3 separate regions of the Hordeum vulgare genome follow, and regions 1 and 2 are each linked to region 3. A link is a contact called in public Hi-C and HiChIP or PLAC-seq data. All regions are on one chromosome and are shown on one strand. The core of a region is the stretch at or near the end of the contact, and the rest is flanking DNA. Distances in the headings are between cores, read along the strand shown. Region 1 holds the start of LOC123401503 (4-hydroxy-3-methylbut-2-en-1-yl diphosphate synthase (ferredoxin), chloroplastic). Region 2 holds the start of LOC123404088 (18 kDa seed maturation protein-like). Region 3 holds the start of LOC123402489 (leucine-rich repeat receptor-like protein FASCIATED EAR2).

Evidence for each region. Hi-C and Micro-C count contacts between places; a contact is called where the count stands out from the background. HiChIP or PLAC-seq counts read pairs in DNA pulled down with a chosen protein or histone mark.
Region 1: a contact with region 3 is called in a Hi-C map of seedling, with 5 times the contacts expected there. The contact joins the promoter of LOC123401503 here to the promoter of LOC123402489 in region 3. A contact is called at or near these places in 3 of 6 Hi-C or Micro-C datasets (leaf and seedling) and 1 of 1 datasets of contacts at active chromatin or transcription factors (embryo).
Region 2: an H3K4me3 HiChIP or PLAC-seq map of embryo shows a contact between it and region 3, with 8 times the contacts expected there. The contact joins the promoter of LOC123404088 here to the promoter of LOC123402489 in region 3. A contact is called at or near these places in 2 of 6 Hi-C or Micro-C datasets (both in leaf) and 1 of 1 datasets of contacts at active chromatin or transcription factors (embryo).

The regions. Positions count from the first base shown.
Region 1 is chr6H:342,400,479-342,404,621 of MorexV3_pseudomolecules_assembly, forward strand. It overlaps LOC123401503 (4-hydroxy-3-methylbut-2-en-1-yl diphosphate synthase (ferredoxin), chloroplastic), which reads right to left and starts at 1,619. Exons shown (of 20, transcript XM_045095327.1): 1 at 1,413-1,619; 2 at 824-1,093; 3 at 532-689; 4 at 323-429; 5 at 140-240; 6 at 1-57. The coding sequence starts at 1,040.
Region 2 is chr6H:342,243,591-342,247,381 of MorexV3_pseudomolecules_assembly, forward strand. LOC123404088 (18 kDa seed maturation protein-like) reads left to right here and starts at 1,434. Exons shown (of 1, transcript XM_045098017.1): 1 at 1,434-2,233. The coding sequence starts at 1,665. The coding sequence ends at 1,961. It also overlaps the pseudogene LOC123405472.
Region 3 is chr6H:341,899,835-341,903,909 of MorexV3_pseudomolecules_assembly, forward strand. It overlaps LOC123402489 (leucine-rich repeat receptor-like protein FASCIATED EAR2), which reads right to left and starts at 1,377. Exons shown (of 1, transcript XM_045096411.1): 1 at 1-1,377. The coding sequence starts at 1,219. It also overlaps the pseudogene LOC123405471.

The sequences.
Region 1 (4,143 bases), core at 369-2,868, 500 kb after region 3:
CCTTTTCGTAATCGTCTTCAGTATATTCCAGCTTTTCAAATTGGGCACGGCGATCGGCTGAAAGTAATGTTCTCAGCACTGATGATAAAAGATTAAGAATTTAGCCAACGCAAATGGGATACATCATGGTATCACTTACCAAAGTTTCCTGGGTTAACACGGATTTTGTCAAAGCATTCAGCCACTCTTAAAGCTACTGTAGGCGCAAAATGGATATCGGCCACTAGAGGGATGTTGTAACTGTTGAAACACAAAAGGAAAGTGAGGGACTCATTCATGAGAACTAACAGGATCTGTAGCGATTTTTTGATCCAGTACTTACTTCTTCTGGACAAGAGTGTTCTTAATCTCAAAGCAGGCATCAGCTTCCTTTTTACCCTGGACGGTTATTCTAACAAAATCAGCGCCTCTGTCTGCAATCCTCATCACCTGCAACAGTGTGATCGATATACTTGATCAGTTCACTAGACAGAAAACATGTAAACGATAAGAGGATTATGCAGGGCTGGCATCCACAGATAGAGAGCACACCTCTTCCACAGTCTTGGCAACATCCTTGGTATCTGAGGTAGTCATAGTCTGAATCCTCATGGGGTGATCACTGCCGAGTGCCACGTTCCCGACCATCACAGTGCGTGTTTTCCTCCTCCTTGTCTGGTGTATAGATTCGCAGTACTTCTGCCTGGGAACTAAAGAACAACAAATGGCGAAAATCATTCAGTATTTCAGATGATAGGTAGGTAGTACAAAGGCACAGAATAACTCGGGAACAAATTCAGTGCCTCCCATATGCAAGGAGGCCAGAGCATGGGAATTAGTATACCTAGAAGTGGGCTTCCTTCGGAGGCCGGCTCGAGCTCCATGGTATCAGACTCTGTACTTGAGCTCTTGACCACGAGCGCCCTGCCTCTTGCGGACCCCATCCTCAGCGCACCGGGAACGGAGAGGATCTTGGCGAAGTCGACGCTCTTGGTGTAGCCGACGCCTCCGTCGCGGACCTTGACGTACGGAAGCGGAGCCGGTGCCACCCCGGTGGCCATGGCTATGCCTATGCCCAAGCTTCGAAAGCTCGCCTACGCAATCCTACAAACACCTGCGGGGCAACCAAAGTTAGAGGTGAGGTGAGCAATGGCTCATCTTCCGTATGCTTTATAGTAATTGGCACGAAATGGTATATTCGCCCATTGCTCGGTGTACGGCAACAGGACAAGGCTGGTGTTTTGTTTTCCAAGTGACAGTATACCTCCTTTTTTTAAGAAATGAACCCGAAACAAAATTTAGGAAAAGGGTTCGTTCGAACTACAATTCTGCAACCAATCGGGGACAGCTTTGGTTCAAATTGATTCCTCCAACATCCCGGCAGCCGGAACGACGATCGGAATCGCAGAGAGCGAGAAGGAAAAGCACCGAACCTCGCAGCACCGTCCCGCGGCGCCTCTCCTCCGCCCTCGTCCCTCGTCGCGGGCCGCTCAGCCGACGGCAGCGACGCGGGGAAGCAAGCAGGAGCGGTGGGCTGCGAGCGCGTGTGCTCCTGTAGGCAGCGACAGCGAGGACTGGAGATGGCTGGTGGAAGTGTGGAGCGCGAGTGGTGCGGTTTGTGCCGGCGTACCGGATAGCCTTTGCTTTCCTTTTTATCTCCGTCGCTGCGTGGACCGGGCGTTTCCGGCGGCGTTGCGTCGGGACGTGTCGCCCGAGTCAGTGGTCCTGATGGACTCGGTCCGCAAGGCGCTGCGGAGGCTGCGAGTGTGGAAGTGGAGTTCCGGGCGCTCCCCGCCATGATTTCATCGTGCCACTGTCGTCTTCCCGTCTTCTGTTCGTTTTACAGTTCTATACTCAGATTTTCTACGGTTCGAGTTTCTGTTCCGGTTGTTTACTGGTGAAACTGTATGGACCAGAAAAATCATGTGATGGTCGTCGTTGCTGCGGATGGAGGAGAAAGTTCCACAGTCCTGCGCAACCTTCCAGTTAGAGCATTCCTAACCAAACCCCTATTGAAAATATAATTTCATTTTTTCTCTACTCCCTTCGTCACGGTTCAGAAGGTGTTTGAAAATTCTTTAAAACCTAATGGTTATTGATTAATTGTAAGATGGGCTAAAAAATAACATTCACATTAATACCTATACATATATAGAAGTAATACAACAAAGTACTAATTAACTGTTAGGATTAAATGAAATACGTCATAAACCTTATTTATTATCGTGTCTTCTAAACTATGATGGAGGGAGTACTACTCATTTTATTCCTTCGTTCTTTTATGTAGGGTATTAGGACTAAGACACATAATTATATACATGTTAAGACGACTTCGGCTAAATCATTGATTAGCAGTAACTACATTATTTAGGATAGGAAAGTAAGAGATACATGTAATCAAGTGCAGGATATTTTTCTTTTTTCTCTTTACAAGAAAAGATGCATACAATCAGAGAAGAGATATTTTCTTTATTTTGAAGGGCTAACCACGAAATTGTGAGGAATTAAAAGAAATACACCTTACATTACGAAATTTTATCAAAAAATAAATACACATTATATAAAAGAACGAAGGGAGTATGTCGCACCTAACCGATCACTTAAACCGGTTAGTGGAGTAAAAAAAATAGTCCAACCCTTATCCCACGAGTATATTTACTCCGGCTTGAAGCGGACAAGTAAAAAATTCTCTTTCTCTTTGCTTACTTTCTTTTGCCTCATTCTCCCTTTTGTCATGTCGTTGATGCGTCCTTCGTCCTTCCCCGTTGCCCCCTTTTCTTACTATGGCCGGACACGGTGGCCGGAGGTCTCCGGCACGCCCGCGGGTCGTCGTTCGCCAGTGCATCCTCAAGTCGCTGTCGGTCGGCCGATCCTCCTGACCCACCCGATTTGTTGATTTCTCGAAGCTTCCTCCACCGCGACCATCGAGGAGGACCTACCTCGGCGTCCGACAGTGTTCACGGGGGACATGGGTGGCGGAGATCATCAAACAGGAGGCCCACCAACGGAAGTGGATCGGCTCGTTCCACACAGCGGAGCTCACGGCGGTGGAGTACAAGTGGCAAGTCGGTTCCACAGCGCCACTGCCCGGCTGAACTTCCCGTTCGGGGTGTCGGCGGTCCACCTCATCCTGTCGGACCCGGGGGTGGTGAACATGAAGATGGCACAGGAGGACCGAGAGGCGAGGGAACGCCTCGAGGCGAGGCCGTCGATGAGGCGTACATGAAGGACCTCCGCCGGTAGCACCCGGAGCTCGTGGAGGCGGAGCGGTCGATATTCGTCGTCAATGGCGGGGAGGTCATCGTCATCTCCGATGACGAGGTGGAATGAGGACGGCGAGGAGGAAGAGTTCGACTTCAAGGAGTGCTAGAGCATCTACCCCGACCACGACAACGAAGGATTGGCTCGATGTCTACTAGGACCGTTGAGTAGTTTTTAGTGTTGTTTTAAATTTAATGTAGTTTTAAAAAATTTTTAGTGTTCAGTTGTGAAGATTGCCTATATTTAACTTATGTTTAAATGTATGCAACTTTTGGTTCAGAATAGATTGAATTTATGCAAATTTTACATTTTACTTCGTTAAGTTTGGATGATCGGTTAGAACTAATTAAAACTTAGTCGGTATAAATACTTCACTAAGGCTTACTCGACCGAATATTGCACTATTTTTTAGGGAATACTGCATTTCTTAGCTTTCGGTAGGATTGATGTTTCGTTTGTTTAGTTATTACTACTACAACCTTATCAAAATATAAGACGACTTGTATTTTGATCGAAGTATTATACTCTCTTCATAAAAATATATAAAAGCGTTTAAATAACTAAACTATATGTGTTTACGGAGGAAGTACTAGCAAACCCCGGACTGTAACATGAACAGGGACCCGTTTTAGTGGTCAAACCGCATGTTCAATGCGGAGAGCACGTGGAAATCAGCGTGTGCAAAGAAAAGAACGGTTTGCATCTGCTGGAGACAGATGGAGAGGTCGCGGCGCATGTATTGACTTTGGGCACAGCACGGAACACATTTCAGTGTGCTGGTGGCATTCTCCCCATGTGGGGGGAAGAAAGTGCCATACATGCCTGGCACCTGCGACTTTCGGTTTGCTGACCAAATACAAAACTCTGTTCCACAATTTTACATTTAGGTTTTAAGAACGAGTT
Region 2 (3,791 bases), core at 184-2,683, 340 kb after region 3:
TTAGTATAATAGGCAAAACATAAACTTTAGGTACTGTTATAAATTGATTCATATTTAATTATTTCATAAGGTATTGTATTCTAACTTCTAAATGGCTTATACCCTCCGATACAATCCATAGCATCATCAAAACAAGCAAACTATGTAAGCAAAAAAACAGGATATGTCTAAACAGAACAGTCTATAATGATCAGCACAAATACCAAACTTCGATAACTCAAAAAATTCTGAATAACTAGAAGGACCTATGGAATTTTTATATTAACGTGCTGTGAAACATTCAGATCAAAAAGGCATTCGAGTAATATAACAGAAATTTTGCAATGAACGTGAAAGTTTGTGTTTTTGCATAGGATCAAATCTACTATTATCCAAATCATCCCAAAGCCTTTACTTGGCACATTATTATTATAATACAAAGGATTTGTACAAGGAAATAATTATTTTTGTTGAAAAGTTTTTGTAATTAAGATTCGCAAGGTTTCGATGGACATGAACAAAGCCCAAGGCTAGCCCCCACTTCAACGGTGCTCATCTTTCTGTATTTCACCTTTCTTTTTGAAAAAGTTTTATGTTCCCCACTTTAAACTTTTGTTTTTAATTAGTTTAAAATCAGACAACCGAAATAAACGACTCTCTAAAACTTTCGGGTTGTCTCCGTGGCAGCGCTTTCTTCAAAGCCGTTAAACTAGGCATATAGTGATCAAGTAATTTATCCACCCGGATCCCAAGGTATATCAAAGTCAATTTTAATTAGCAATGATTTTTAATTAAATAGTGAGCACAAAGTGATATATATCATGCTACAGCGAAGTCTAACTCTTTTCCTATGCATTGGAACGTCATAAAAGAACAATTCATACACTTCAAGTAAGGCCAATACATGGCATAAGTGGTTTCTTGCAATTTTATCGTATTGGAAATATAAAGAGGTGCATATTTGGTTTGTCTCTTATAATAATTGCAAGTAGGGGCAGCTAGCACATGCATATTATAATCATCATATGTAGTGGTAAAATATAATCCTTAATAAATGCAAGCTTCCTCGATATAGTGTTGTTGGGATAATTCAAAAAGATAATAGGACTATCATGTGTAGGTGCATTAGCAACAATTTCATTTTTGACATAAAGAACTATAGCAAGTTCATGTTCGTTAGTATAATTCATACTGTCGTCATGGTCACAAGCACGTAAATCATTAAGTTCATCAAAAAAGGATATTTCAATGAATCCACATGATCATATAAACCATCATAGCATTCATTCTTTGGGGTGTGTGAAAGAAAATTAAATAATTTATGAGTTAAAGAGTTTCTCTCATTTATATTTGCCATTTGTCGTTAACTACACGAATGTTTGGAGGCAGTGACTCATTTTCCGTCCGGCCAATGATATTGAGACGGCACAGACTTGATAATCAAATGGCGGGGATGCCTCGTGTCTGCACACCTCACCTCAGAGCCACCACACCGCTCTCTACGCGTCTCCCACGTACACTCTCACACGCGTCAGGGCCCGAGGCAACAAATCCTCCTTCCGCGGATTCATGGCGCCGCGCTATAAGTCTCGTCACGACCCTGCTTGCCAAAGCACGGCAGCCTGTCTAGAGATTCCAGCAGCATCGTCGGCTAGTCCAAACTGAAGCAAGGGAGGTCGAGCGGCATGGAGTCGGGCAAGGAGGCCGCGGCGAACGCCGGCGCGTCGGCGCGCGCCGGCATGGAGAAGACGAGGGCCGCCTTCCAGGGGCAGGTGGACAAGGCGGCGGCGTACACGACAGGGCACAGGGAGGCGGCGGTGGTGAATAAGGAGGCAGCCGAGGTGAAGAAGCAGCAGCGGATGCGCGCCGCCGAGGAGGAGAAGCAGCGCGCCGTGCGAGACAACGCCGCAGCCAAGGAGCGCGCTGAGACGGAGGACCGCCACGGCGGCCACAGCCCTGCGAGCGGCCAGAGCAAGGAATGAGGCGCCCGCGCGTCGCCGGGGCACGGCGGCGCATGACCCGAGCGACCGGCCCGGTGTGATCCAGCTGTTATACGTATCCATTCATGTGGTGTTACGTGTTAACCGTGTCGTGTGTGTTTTCCGTAGCTCGCGTATTGGTGGTGTTTTCCGCTGCTGCTTGTGATGTGTAATCGGACGAGATTTGTGTGTAAAATTGTTAGTACGGATGGTACTCCCTAGTCCTTCTAAAGGTTTCATTTTTCAGCAGAAGGAATAATGTTTTTGTGTTAAAATTTGTATTGTTAGACGTAGAACCTCTTTGGAACCATAATAGATTATGATAATCTGGATTATGAAGATAGATTATATAATCTGGTTTATAAAAATAATCTAGATGGACATGTTTGGAGACCAGATAATATAAACTGTAATTCAGATTTTATATTGCATAATGACTTGTCTGTTCTTTGTTTTTTTTAAAAGAAGGGTGCGATGGTAGGAATGTAATTATCTCCAACTTTACAAGGTTAATGGGTCATTAACAATTGATAATCTGATTTTGGCTGGTATAGAGTAGATTATGAGTTTTTAATAATCTATCCATCTAGTTTTTATAATCTACATCATAAGTTGTTTTATTTAAAGATAGAATAAATTATAAAAACTAGATTATATAATTTGGATGGTGCCAAAAAGGGCATGCTTGATCATCACGATGCAGGTTCAAGGTTCCTGACTTTCACCTCGCAAAAGAAATCCTCACTTTCAAGCCGCCAACCCGGGAATGCATAGCTCATGCCGTCAGCATGGTCAATTCGTCTCAGTAGTACACCCTGTGTGGCTCTGTTCCTAATTATAAGTCGTTTTTCCAATTCAAACTTCTAAATATTGGATATTTTTGCAGTTCAAAAGCAGAGGTAGTAAAACATATCAGATCACCAGGTGAGCTGACTTCAGTGGAGTTCCTTGAGGAAGTCTGCGCGATCCACCAGGGGAGCTCCTACCTGCCGCAGAATAGGGAGACCCTAGCACGCACAGGGGGCTCTCCCTGCCGCAGAATAGGGAGACCCTAGCACGCACAGGGGGCTCCTTCAACTGTGCCCGTCCAGCTTTTTTTTTTTAAATCTAATAATTTCTTTTTTGTCTGTTTCTTTTTTGTCCTTTTCTGCTTTTTTTTGGTTTGTTTTTTCTATTTTTTTCCTTTTCTTTTCGTATTGGTAGTGGAGGGCTTCCTTTTATAGGAGGGGTCTAGGGTTAGAGATTTTTGCATCGTTTTAAGCCGTTCGATCGCAATGGAACAACTCCGGTCGTGCGGTAGTGTAGGTGGATTAGGGGTCGTGTACTTGGGTTTGGTGGGGATGGGACGGAATATTTACGGTCCGATACTAAGTTTTTAAAATCGAAAACGTCAACGGATTAAACGGCTATAATGTTGCTATATGTTTAACCATTGGGGTATCAAACAATCGTCGAATGTGACGAAATTTGACACACGGTCTACCTATAATGTATTAAGACCACACACCTATAATGTATTAAGACCACACACCAACTTTCATCCCAATTCAGAAATATTTTATACGCACCTTTTAAAACAATATTTTATTGATACCGCGGGCGCATGCATATGTGGTTGGTTTCGAAATGGACAACGATAATGACGAGAGAACCGACAACTATGAACGGATGCAAGTTTTAAAAAAAATGGCGGCAACAGAGTGCTGATGCTATGTCAATGATGCGAAAAATGCAATGATGAATGCGACAAACAGGTGGAACACACCTTGAAACTCGAAATAAATGAAAGGCATTTGAAGCATCGGTCTCGGGCTGTTACGGATCTCTAATAAG
Region 3 (4,075 bases), core at 127-2,626:
CTGCTGGAATGCCCTGACCACCTCCTGCGCCATTAAGCACTGAACTTGCATTGAAACCACCATCAGGAATGAAACCCTCAAACCTATTGCCAGACAAATCAAGCCATTGGAGAACCGGGAATGAGAACATCCAATCTGGTAGCTGGCCAGAGAGCTGGTTATCAGCCAGCGACAGCGACCTCAGGCTCTGCCATTTCCCCACAGCACCACTGAGCTGCCCGGTGATCTCATTTCCCGACAAGATCACCACCTCAAGAGACCGGCACCCAGCCAGTGGCAGCGGAATCTCACCAGATATCCTGTTGTTCGACAAATCTAGAACCTTCAGACTATCAAGTGCATCAAGCTCCGGCCGCAGCGCCCCAGAGAGCTGATTCCCCCCGAGACGCAGGTACAGAAGCTGGAAGCAGCCGGCAAGCCCAGCAGGCACTAGACCGGACAGCCGGTTATGTGACAAATCCAGCGCCTGCAAGTAGGTCAGGTTCCCAATCCCAGGCGGGATCTCCCCGGACAGCTGATTGTCCGCAAGGAACAGGCCCTGCAGGCTCCGTATCGCGGTTATCCCCGCAGGGATCTCGCCGGAGAAGCGGTTGTGGGAGAGGTCGAGGAGGAGGAGGCTGGATGCGTCGGGGTCGGCGACGATACGCGGCGGGACGGCACCAGAGAGGGCGTTGCTGGAGAAGTCGAGGGCAACGAGGCGCGAGGAGAAGGAGAACCACGGGGAAAGTGGGAATCCGAGAGAGTTGGACGAGAGATTGAGGGTGCGGAGGGCCGGGAGCGAAGCAGGGAGGCAGGTGGGGATGGCACCGGAGAGCGCGTTGCGGGAGAGGTCGAGGTCGACAAGCGAGCGCGGTAGGGAGCAGGGGAGCTCGCCGGAGAGGGCGTTGGCGGAGAGGTCGAGCTCTCGAAGGCGGCGTAGGAGCGCGAGCGAAGGGGCCGGGAGCGGCCCGGAGAGGTTGAGGCCCGGGAGCGCGAGCGCCGCGACGGAGGGTGGAGCGGCCACGGCGGCGGCGGCGGGTGGGTGGAGCGAGACGCCGAGCCAGGACGCGGAGAGCGGTCCGTGCCAGGAGGAGAGCGCCACGCGGGAGGGCGGGGCGAGGGACGCCCGGAAGGCGAGTAGCGCAGCGCGGTCGGTGGAGGCGGGGGCCACGGGGCGCGGCCCGGCGGCTAGGAGCAGAAGCAAGAGGGCGAGGACGAGGACGAGAGGGGTGGCCGGCATGGTGGTTCGGTTGTGGTGGCGTTGGCCGGCTAGGGTTTTGCGGGGTTTGAACGCTGCCGGCGTGGGAGGTGGTGGCTGGGCAGTGGGAGAGAGTGGATCGGTGACAGTGCAGCGGGGCGCGGGGTGGAAGGTGATTGTGCGTCGTGTCTCGTGTGGGCGTGCGGTAATTTGGAGGAAAATGGTGGCGATGGGGAAGAATCGTTTTCTCGAGCCGGAATGGACGGGTGGCGACGGCGCATTCGCGGGATGCACCGGTGAATGTCGTGGAGTTTCCCATCCGGCCTCCGATAGAACAATAGGCCTTTTTGTTTTAGAAGTCTTGGGATTTTTTAAATTCCAACTAAAAAGTCCCAGTCCCTATTCATTTGTTTTTATGGATTAAACAGGGATTAGAGGTCATTAAATGATATGCAAAAAGATCATGTTACCCCTAATAATATACTACAAGTTATTAAATGACATGCTAGAAGTAGGGACACTGTTGGAAAAGTGTCAAAAAAGTCTCAAAAAGACTCTCATAGAGACTTCTTTTTGTAGTTCCAAATAGCTCATTTTAGTCCCTAAAAATCTCTCTTGTTTGTTTCATATGGGACTAAAAGAAACTTTTTTTAGTCCATACATCAAAAAGTCCCTGGAAACAAACACCCCCATAATGCTAGACGTACGAAAGGATACGAACTTTTATAGGCTGAGTAGGGGCAGCCATCCGACGTGGTTGCAAACGCGGGCTGAGGCGAGAAAACATAGACGTGCCGCAGTTTACGTAGGTTAATAACTAATAGTAAATATGTCCGTACGTTGCAACGGGTTCATTGCGGGGCAAACACCTAGATGCAACAAGCATATCTAGTCATGTGTATGCAATTAAGCTAATTGATAACTCAAAGAAAGAGGAGAATATATGAAACTTCAAGAATTACTCCAGCATCATGCCCAAGAATTACCGTAACCAAGTCAAATCCACAATATCCAGGTATATGTAGTCATTAACATGAAATTTCTTGGTCTAATCCTTGGCTAGTAACATTATTTTTCTAGACAAAACAAACTGAAACAGGGACTTGTATCATATCAGCGAAACTGAAATTGTGAGCAATCGGAAGGAGCACCAATTTTCAGAAAAAATAAACTGAAACTGCGATAGATCCAAGGTGGGGGATGAGTTACACGGGCTTGTATTATACAGCAGGGCAAACAAAGGAAAATTGGTTGAATTCATGCAGCAACGACGTGCATGACCTTTGGTAACATCTAAATTTATCAAATCAATCATGTATTTCCGTGTAACATCTTCTTTTGGAATAAAAAACTATGACCCATTAAATATGATAATTCGAACTTAGTCTTACCAACTCACATTTTTTTAAACCTCCACTGATGATTGTAATAACAACACAAAAGAATTCAGTCGACACAATAAAGTGAGACACACATCAAATCTTGGGGCATGCATAGCCTGTTGCATTTGGCAGACATGCTGTAGAGAGCCCTTTGTTTCAGTGGTCTATTCCAGATCCTTTCAGTGGCATGTTGGTAAGTTATTCACTACATGGATTTTGTCACAACCATCATTCAGTGTCTATCTGAATATATTGTACATCTGTTTGGCTGCGTTCCCTATTTCTGGAGCGGATCAGTAGCCACTCCACTACACTTTTCTTTGTGTTGCAGCAGAAGCAGAAGCAGGTCTGCGGGATGGACGCTGATGAGCAGCTCCACCGTGTTCCTCCACATGCCCGACGAGCAGCTCGTCCGTGTTGCCCGCATGGCCGACAAGCAGCTGCAGCCGGGTGTCGCGCTAGATGCGATGGCTCCTGTCGATCTTGTCCAGATTCGGTGACGGCGGAGAAAGCACGGGCACCGCGGAGCGGAGGGACGAGGGAGAAAACAGTGGAGGTATGGGGGCGCCGCGGCAGAGGAGCCGCCATGGAAGGTCACTACGTCGGCGTTGACAGCGGGCGAGCGCGCGCGTCCGAAGGCCCCGCCTCCATGCCTCCCCTCTGCTCGCCACCATGGAAAAATAAATTACAATTTTTTTTTGGCCCATGCAGGTCTTGAACACTCTAACCACCTGAGCTAATAGGCCATTGTTAGATATTTTAGACAGAATTCGAATATAGTATGGTGTGACAAGATTAGTTGGGAATAATACAAGAGTAGTTTTTCTTTTTTGAGAGAACAATAAGGAGTAGTTGGGAAACAATTGTAGGTCTGAGTCTGACATTAGCCTCCGTAGTGCATGCATGATTGAAGATTATGGTGTTCAGGGCTTTGGCTGAAAACATCTACTCTGCCACGGTAATTCAGCCCCTAGCTTTCTAAAAAAAGAGTAATTCAGCTCCGAAACGCTCAATGACAATGTACAAGGTATCATTTACGGATATATGGAACAAACGGATGACTCATCAGAGGCCCTTAGGCCTATGCCGATTTCAGAGTTGACAGCATGTCTGAAACAACTTAGCACACCCAACATTACTGATCAGCACCTAAAAACTGGTCTCATCTCTACTATTCAGGACTTGCACTGGCCAGGGACTCCAAGACGCACCTCTTCAGCTCCTGGAACTCTGCTCCAGACAGGGATGCTTCAACCAAAAGCCTACGTAATGTTGCCTCAGATGCTTCATCGTAATCCTTCCTCCTCTTCAGAACCAAATGGCCGCTGAGCTCCCAGACTGCTGGATTGATTGTAATGTCGAGAAATTCGTGGCTCGCCTTTCCAGAAGTCTGCTTCTCGGCATAGCACTGGTCGATCGAACATTTCAGAGGGAGATAAAAATATTAAGCCGATAGTCCAGTTCTAGATCAAAAATAAAACTGAGGTTGCATTTGCAATATTGTACTGTAGTAGAA